3 separate regions of the Mus musculus genome follow, and regions 2 and 3 are each linked to region 1. A link is a contact called in public promoter capture Hi-C data. All regions are on one chromosome and are shown on one strand. The core of a region is the stretch at or near the end of the contact, and the rest is flanking DNA. Distances in the headings are between cores, read along the strand shown.

Region 1 (2,700 bases), core at 117-2,616:
ATGCCTTTAATCTTAGCACTTCATAAACAGAGGCAGGTGGACCTGTGGATTTGAAGCCAGCCTGGTCTTTAAACAGTGAGTTCCAAGCTAGCCAGAGAGATAGTGAGATTCTGTTTCAATCAAAACAAAATGAAAAACAGCACTGTAGCCCCAGCACTTTCAGAATGTGGAGCCATGAAGATTCTGAGCCACTGGTTCAGGAGGCTAGGTCACGAAGTTTGCCCTAAACTCAAGGTCAGCCTGGGCTGCAGGAGACAAACTCAAACTTAAGAGTATTTTTAAAAACAAAACAAAAACCAGGGCTAATGAGATGACTTCGCGCAAACAATGCTTGCAGAAAGTAAAAGAGCCAAGTTTGATGCCCAGAACCTCCATAAAATATCAAGTGTGGTGGTGTGATTTGTAGATTCAGCCCTAGAGAGCTGGAGACAGGATCACCTCTGGGGTTCTGCTAGCCGGTTTGCCTAGCCTAGTTCACTAGAGCTCTAGGTCAGTGGGACACCCTGTCTTGAAAACCAAGGTGGGAGCCTGAAGATGTGGTTCAAATATCATGAACACTGACTGCTCTTCCAAAGGACCCAGCACCCACAAGCCTACTCACAGCCTGCTTTTATTATAGTTCAAGGGGATTGGGTTCTCTCTTCTGGTCTCTGTAGAGGCACAAGGCACATGAGTGGTGCAGAGACATATACATGCAGGCAAAACATCTGTACACATTAAATAAAATAAAATAAAAATTTAAAACCAAGGTGGATGGCAAGAAAAGACACCAGAATGTCCCCTCTGGGTTCCACACAAATGTGGCACACTTGCATGTGCACCTGTGTGACACCTGCACACGTGTGCACAAACACATGCATCCGCACGAATAGTCAATAACAAAGAACGGAAAATTTAAGACAAACAGGAATGAGAAACTTTTGTTATGTATCTTATGCTGGGCGGAAGCACATGAATTATATATACCACAGACTTTAGGGATAAGATCGAAGAGAGGCAAGAACACATAAATTCAAGGCCCAGGCTCCATGGAGGTTCACTAAGACACTGGAAGCACTATTAACCATTCGTAAGCCCATTGCTAGTGAGGGCATCAGCCGTGCTCTGTGGAATCTGTGGATCATTTAGCCGAGGGTTCGAGACCTGGCCCGGCTAGCTCGGTCTCTGCTCGCACCCCAGGCCCTAGCCCGCCGCTTACTGTGGGGCTCCATGGTCAGCTGCTCCCGGGGGCCCTCGGGCCCAGCCCTGGCGGCGCCGCCCTCCTAACGCCTGTCTTCGTCTGGCGTCGCTCGGGTTGCCCTGACAACCGGGGATGGGCAGGCGAGCGGGCGGGCGGGGCCCGGCGGACGGCGAGAGGGAGGGACCAAAAAGTGACGTGGAAACGCAGAGCAGCGCACGGGCGGGAGTGGCGCAGGGGGGTCGCGACCCGGGAGCGCGGCGGCTTCAGCAGAGCCGCGCCCCGAGCTCGGGAACGCTCTGTCAGCTCCTCTAGGGACCACGCGAACGTCGGCCGGGCTCGGGAAGCTCCCGCCCAGGCTCTGGGAGGCCTCGGCGGCCGCCGCTGCAGGTAACGGCAGGGCAGGCGGCGGGGAAGCAGGGAGGCCGCGCACCTGTTGCGGCCCCGCCCGACCAGGCACAGCTGAGGGCGAGGGCGCCCCCAGCTCCGGAAGGAGAACCGGAGCTCCGGCCTGAGATCTTCTGGACCCTGGTGGGTTAAGTCTAGGATGACCTGAGACGCCCCAGTGAGAGTCAGAACAAACCCTGCTCCAGCCGGATGACTCGGTCTTTGCACCGCCGTAACCCCAAGCTAGAGTCAGGGTTACCCCTGCATCTGGCGTCCGTCCAGGTCAGGGTCCGGATGAACCCGGAGATGCCCGGGTGAGAGTCGAGATAGACCCTGTTCCTGCTGGAGGACCCAGCTTTTGCCTGCCAGTACCCATTCTCCAGAGTGAAGGGCTATTGCTTCAGGATGTTGCCCCAAGTCATGGTCCGGACTCGGCCTTTGCGCGTGGCAGCTCTTTTCCAGGGTGGGTACCCTATACCGGGATGTTGTCCCAGGTCAAGGCTAGGATGACCCTAAGACTCCGAGTATGGGTGCTCTCAGCTCCTCCTGGAGGACTCGTTCTTTGCACCACATGTTTCAGAGAGGGGTGTTCGAATCCGTTTGCCTAGGTGAGGGTGTGAAAGCTGCTCCTGCCTCTATAGTAGGCCAAGGCTGTCTACTGAGACTACGGGCAGTTCCTCCCCTAGTCCTGCTCTGTCTATCATCCCCACTGTCACCTATCATATTTCAGGCTGTGGGCCCCTTGTGGGATCTTGGAAATTGGTTTAGTTTGGTGTGTGTGTGTGTGTGTGTGTGTGTGTGTGTTTGTGTTTGTGTTACAATACTCATTTTTCCTGTTGATTTTTTTTGGGGGGAGAGGGGGGTCACTGAGTCAGCCAAATTGTGTAGGATACTGGTTTCAAAGACCAGGATCCAGGTTTTCCTTTAAGAAAGGTGTGAAGGGGGGAAAAACCCACTAGGAATTTTTATCTGGTATGGTGTAGAATTTTCAAACCACCTCAGAGAGTGTCATGGGTTAAGGAGAGAAGAGGGGGAAGCAGAGGAAGGAAGAAAAATGGAGAAGAGATAAGAAAGGGATGAGGAAGTGCGGAGAAACAGAGGAAATTGTAGGATTGATTTACCGGTCAGCGCTGGAC
Region 2 (2,700 bases), core at 21-2,520, 2.2 Mb after region 1:
CGCTCCGGGCCCGGAGAAGGCGAGCCCGCCGGCAAAAGCCTCTCCTTCTCTTCCTTAAAGTCCGGGTGAGAAGGAGAAAGGAATGGCGTGCGCTCCGAGGCCGCAGGCCCTGCGCCTCCGCTGCCCTTGGGGGTACCTGAAGAGTGAGCACAAACAGAATGACCATGGAGTTGATGAGCCTTAAAGACTCTCAGCTCTGCCGGGGACAAGGAGGTTGACTGATGCCTGCATCCTTGATTCCCCTATTGCTAACCCTTTCCTTTTCTACTGCGTCCTGCTAGCGCCCAAAGTCCAGAGCCTCGGCCTTTCAAAGCAGCAGAAGAGGGTTCCATATAATCCGAGCTGGAGGGTCTCCTTCCACTCTTATAAAAGTAAACGTGGTACCGGGTCTGGAATGGGGACATTAACACCATTTTTTAAAGGTGATTTTTGCCTTTGAGGACTGAGCTCTACAAGGTAGCATCATTTTACAGGCCGTTTTCTTTGAGAGTCGGGCTAATTTTATTCATAACTCCTTGGCTGTCCTCCGTTAGCTTTTACCTCTCTGAAACTCAGCACTGTCAATCATTTTAGAGTACTAATCACTTCGAGAAGAGGCCGAGAGGAGGGAAAAGACATAGAGCCTGCAGGACTGACAGAACACCCAAACCAGACCTGCAGAACTAAGTCAGGACAGAAAGTACCCGGCGTGCGAAACCATTTTGGCCAGCATTGTGTACCGCCCGCAGAGTTCCTGGCCCACTCTGGTTCACCCTCCTTCCCCTTACCCAGTCTTCCCCTTACCGCCCCAATATTCCTCTACTTCTCCCCAGCGCCGGCCCTTCCGGCCTTTTCGAGAATGCACCATGGGTGCGTAGTCCCCTCCCCTTAGCCTGGACCACTAGCGGCCCGGCTGTGACCCGGGGATGCCCTGCTCCGCGTCTCCGACAATCACACACCGCATCGGCTCACGCTCACTCGGGCCAGACTCCCGACCTGCGATCCTTACCCAGGCAAGGGAAAGGGATGGGGGTATGGTGCTTAGGGCTTGGCTCCTTGGGGCCGTGCGGATCTGGGCAGAAGCAAGCCGGAGCCTTCCAACCTTCCTCCGGCTCCTCCTCCTCCGAGGACACAGACAGGCTGCGTTTCCTGGCTGGCCACCCGGCGGGCTCCCGCGGTGCCTCGGAGGGGCCCCCGCCCAGGATGGACTGGATGGTGAAGCTGGAGACGCCACCGGCCGCCGGACATCCCTTCCCCACATCTTCCTTGCTGCCCATCCTGGGTTCATAAGAAATCGGAGGAAACCAAGAACTCCCTTTAGAGCGGGGCTGGGTGGAAGGTGGTGCGGGCAGGCGGGCGGGGGGAGGGGCGGGAGGGAAAGCAAGGGGAGGGGGCTACGAGGCTGGCGAGGCGTCCCTTCTGCTCCAGGACGCGCAGGCACCGGACCGCTGTGCGCGGGTCCCTGCCGGCCCGGCTCTGGGTGAGCCCGCCCAGCCCCGGTGCCAATGTCCCTTCCTCGTTTGACAACTCCACCGGTCTCCAGCGACGCGGAGGCTGCGCGGCCTCATTTGCATAGAGGTTACCCGGCCGCGGCCAATCGCAGCGCCGCGGAGCGGCCCCGGAATTTTTTAAAAAGCTGGGGCCGAGCACGCAGCACCGGGAAGCTCCGGGAGCAAGCCTAGACGCGCACTCGCATCAGCTCTGTCCAGCCCGTAACATCTGGGGCTGAAGGCAGCTTAGATTGCAGCCTGTGTTCCTGGTCTTTGCCTTGCCTCTCCAGAAACGAGAACAGCGCCCGGGGTCGAGCTGGTGGGGCTCTCTCACATCCAAGATGCACACCATAGGCTGCTGCCACCCTCCCCAGTCCTCAACCCCTTCTAGCCTCTTGGGAACTAACAGCGCTCTACGAGTCTTCTCCCGCTGCGTTGGGGATTGACAGTATGTGGCTCTCCGCTGGGAGACACAGGAGCAAAGAAATTCTACAGCTCTGGACCTGAAGACCCCGCTGACTAAAGGGGGCAGAGGATTTTGGAAACAGAGTAGCCCCCAAATGTCCCGAGGTTCCGGCTCACATTCCAGCAAACGCCATTTGCACTGTGTGAACTTGAACAAGTCTGGTCCCAGTAGAAGCATCCCTGCCCCCTGGCAAACTTCTTAGTGTCGCCTGCCCCCATTCTCTGGTTGTGATGATGTGTCAGCTAGAAACCTATAAACTCTCAGAGTGCAGAATAGTTATTTCCTAATCCTTGACCGAATACCACACAGCTCGCCTTCCCACACTGCAGCTAAACTCATTTACTTTATTTTGCTGGTAAATACTGGCGGTCTCAAAATGGCTACGCTGCTTCTGGAAGGAAACGAAGTAGGTAGGTATGGGGACTTTTTAGAATTGGACAGGATCCTGTTAAATATAGGTAGGGTGTCTTTGGGCAAGATATGTACACTTTCCACGCCTCGTTTTCCCCATCCTAAAATTATTTGAAGTGTTGCTTTCCTTTCAGAGGTCAAGGTACAGCTTTATAAAACCTGACTCTCTCCTTCCTTCTTGTGGCCTCTCCCTAAGCCCTGACTCTTGCTTGTTTAATCCCTAGAGCACCTGTTACCTGATCTAGAGTCATCTCAACAAAGCAAGCAAAGGGATTTGAGGCGACAGTTATCTACACAAGCTTTATGGAAAGGAACGAGACCCAAAGCTTCCAGCCAAACCTGGCTGCACCCTTA
Region 3 (2,700 bases), core at 51-2,550, 2.4 Mb after region 1:
CACCGTTTACAAGCTACTTCCTCTCATCAGTAGCTTGTAAAACCGGGAATAAATACTGCAGGATTTTGATTGCTCGCCAGAATAATGGGTGAGACTTGAGACTTAACATCTGCCCGAGGAAATTTTAAGATTACTATTTAGCTGGAGGGTTTCCAGCTAACTACAACCACAGCAAAGGCACCCAACTGTCCTTTCACTTCAAAGTTAGCTAAATGGGCTCGTCAATCGCCTAAGTAGAGAAACATCCTCCAGGAAAGCTGTCTCTTTCAGGCACCTGAAGAAATAGCACCAAGTCCAGCTAACGTAGGTTTGCTCATGGTTCAACCCATTGCCCCCTCTGACTGGTCAGAGTGTCTTCTGTTATTCTGACAGATGCTGTCATCTGCACTGTACTGTGTGTCCTAATTCCAAGCTCAGGAAATCCGAGAGAGCAAAGGGAGGCCAGAAACATCCTGGTGAGACAAGAGGCTGGCCTCAGACCAAGTTTGAGGAAGAGGACTAGAATGGGCTTTTGGGCTCCTCAGAATCTAAGGGAGCTGGTCAGATCCCCGCAGTGAGATAAAGCCTAAGAAATTCCTTCCCTGAATGGTTAAGACCCAGAAATATGAGAGGTCCCTTCCAGCTGGGCTGCTGAAGGGAAGAGAGTGTCAATAGGCTCGACAAGCAGGCCTAGATTTTAGTCATTAAAAATCATCATTATCGGTTGGGTGATGGTGGCGCACGCCTTTAATCCCAGCACTCGGGAGGCAGAGGCAGGCAGATTTCTGAGTTCGAGGCCAGCCTGCTCTACAGAGTGAGTTCCAGGACACCCAGGGCTATACAGAGAAACCCTGTCTCGAAAAAAAAAAAAAACAAAACAAAAACAAAAACAAAAAAAACCCCAAAAAACAAAACAAAAAAATCATCATCATCATCCGGGGAAATGTGGCATGAGCTGGGACGGATCCTGAAGGAAAACCAGACGGAGGTGAAGGGTCTGTGGAGACCCAGCCCCAGGCTCAGCCCCCTCCACCAGCCTCCCAGACCCCCAGCCCATTAGGAAAAGATGACGTCGCCAGGAATCAGTGTGGCCACAGGCCTCCTGAGACGGTCGCTTCGACCGACCCCACTCACCAGCCCGCCCATACGCCACAGCTGGAGCGCAGAGACCGCCATCCTCGCTTCGGGCAGGGTGGCCCTGTTAAGCTCGCAAGGCTTTCCACGAACCCTTGCGCAAGACTCCCTCGGCCTGGCAAGCTCGGGCCCTGCCCACTCCGAGCATCCGCCCCTCACACACCCCTTTGAGTCCCCGCCCACTGCCGCCTACGGAACCCCAGGAGAGACATAATTCTCTCCTTGCTCCCTGCAGCACGCTCACGCGAGACTTGGGCAAGGCGTGGGGCGGGCGGGAAGGGAGCGGAGACACAACAAATATGGCGGCTACAGCTGCGACGCTGACGAACGCTGAGGCGGTGGCGGTGGCGGCGACGGCAGTGAAAAGGGCTGTGGGGATTCCTCGGTGCGGTTGTCAGGAGGTGAGTCACGGGGGGCGGTCAGCTTCCACGGCGGCGCTACGGTTACTCAGGGCACGTTGACGGAATGGCGGAAGGTAAAGTGCCGGGTTCATTGCTAGCCGGCTAACACCGCTTTCGCCTTGGCCACAGCGGAGGGTCCTGCGTGCCCCGTGGGCTGCCAGCGTGGTGACTCGGGACTCTCTTGGGCTCGTAAGTGACTGGGTGCGCCGCCCGGAGGCTCGCGAGCGAGTCGGCGCCGTCGGGCCGCAGCTCGGAGCTCAGGGTGGGGAGCTGTCTCCGGCTTTGACAGGTGGCGATCGCAGGGAGCATCCCTGTGTAGTGCATTCTCGGGGTGCCAAAGTCGACCCCAGCAACCCCGGTGTATCCTGGATAGGGTGTTAACCCCGGGCTGCTGTTGGGAAGGAGTTTTCTTTCTCTCATGACCTGGCGTCTACTGCCTGTACTTTCCAATGTTGGGAACAGGTGAGGCTGGGGAGGATCTTCCGACTCATTCAAGATTTCTGTCCCCGATCGATTCATCATCGATCGACTGTCGGGAATGTTCTTGGATGCTCAATGTGGCTCCTCCTCAGCTAAGCGTCCAAGTGCTGTCTGTCTAACTGTAGATCCTAAGTATAGTCAGTGGTAGCTGCCAGTAACCACATGGCCTCTTTAATGACTCCTTTGTGTGCTGGTCAGAACCGGACAGAGGAGTGAGAACGGACATGAAGACTTCTGAAGTTGTGAGGTCCAGGGAAATTACACTTAGAAGACACAGCATGAAAACAGCTGCTTAAAACATCTGGACTACTTGTAAGACTTTGTCTTGAGTTTATGTTGTCTTCAGCACAGCTGAGGATGAACGTTTTCTTGGAAGTTCCTTGCGGGGGAACTGGGATGTTTGAAGTTCTTTTCCTGTAAGGGTCCCGTGTTTCCCAGGAAACCGTAACTGTTGTACTGTGGGACACTGAAGATGGGCTTCAGATATGCCGTGGTTGAGTCCTGGTGGTTGTTACATATATTTCCCTGGCGATAGAGCTAATGTACTTTTATGTGCAACTGGACTTATTCAGCAACATTAAGCCTGGCATCTCTTGAAATTAGCATATTATATATGAATGGCATTGAAGTTTTTTTGTTAAAAGTAAATGACCAGTGGCAACATGATAGTAACACAAATGGCTAGGATGTAATTGTGGGCCACCAA

What was found. Promoter capture Hi-C pulls out the DNA fragments that hold promoters and counts their contacts. Capture Hi-C pulls out chosen DNA fragments and counts their contacts.
Region 2: a promoter capture Hi-C map of pre-B cells shows a contact between it and region 1, with 8 times the contacts expected there. The contact joins the promoter of Hmx2 here to the promoter of Dhx32 in region 1. A contact is called at or near these places in 2 of 39 promoter capture datasets (liver and pre-B cells).
Region 3: a promoter capture Hi-C map of liver shows a contact between it and region 1, with 4 times the contacts expected there. The contact joins the promoter of Acadsb here to the promoter of Dhx32 in region 1. A contact is called at or near these places in 3 of 39 promoter capture datasets (the C10 cell line, liver and pre-B cells) and 2 of 9 other capture datasets (adipose tissue and liver).

The regions. Positions count from the first base shown.
Region 1 is chr7:133,775,469-133,778,168 of GRCm38.p6, reverse strand. It overlaps Dhx32 (DEAH (Asp-Glu-Ala-His) box polypeptide 32), which reads left to right and starts at 1,366. Exons shown (of 12, transcript NM_133941.2): 1 at 1,366-1,567. It overlaps Fank1 (fibronectin type 3 and ankyrin repeat domains 1), which reads right to left and starts at 1,278. Exons shown (of 11, transcript NM_025850.2): 1 at 1,199-1,278. The coding sequence starts at 1,211.
Region 2 is chr7:131,552,863-131,555,562 of GRCm38.p6, reverse strand. Hmx2 (H6 homeobox 2) reads right to left here and starts at 1,270. Exons shown (of 2, transcript NM_145998.4): 1 at 989-1,270; 2 at 1-136. The coding sequence starts at 1,256.
Region 3 is chr7:131,409,201-131,411,900 of GRCm38.p6, reverse strand. Acadsb (acyl-Coenzyme A dehydrogenase, short/branched chain) reads right to left here and starts at 1,300. Exons shown (of 11, transcript NM_025826.4): 1 at 1,114-1,300. The coding sequence starts at 1,155. It overlaps Ikzf5 (IKAROS family zinc finger 5), which reads left to right and starts at 1,423. Exons shown (of 4, transcript NM_175115.4): 1 at 1,423-1,514.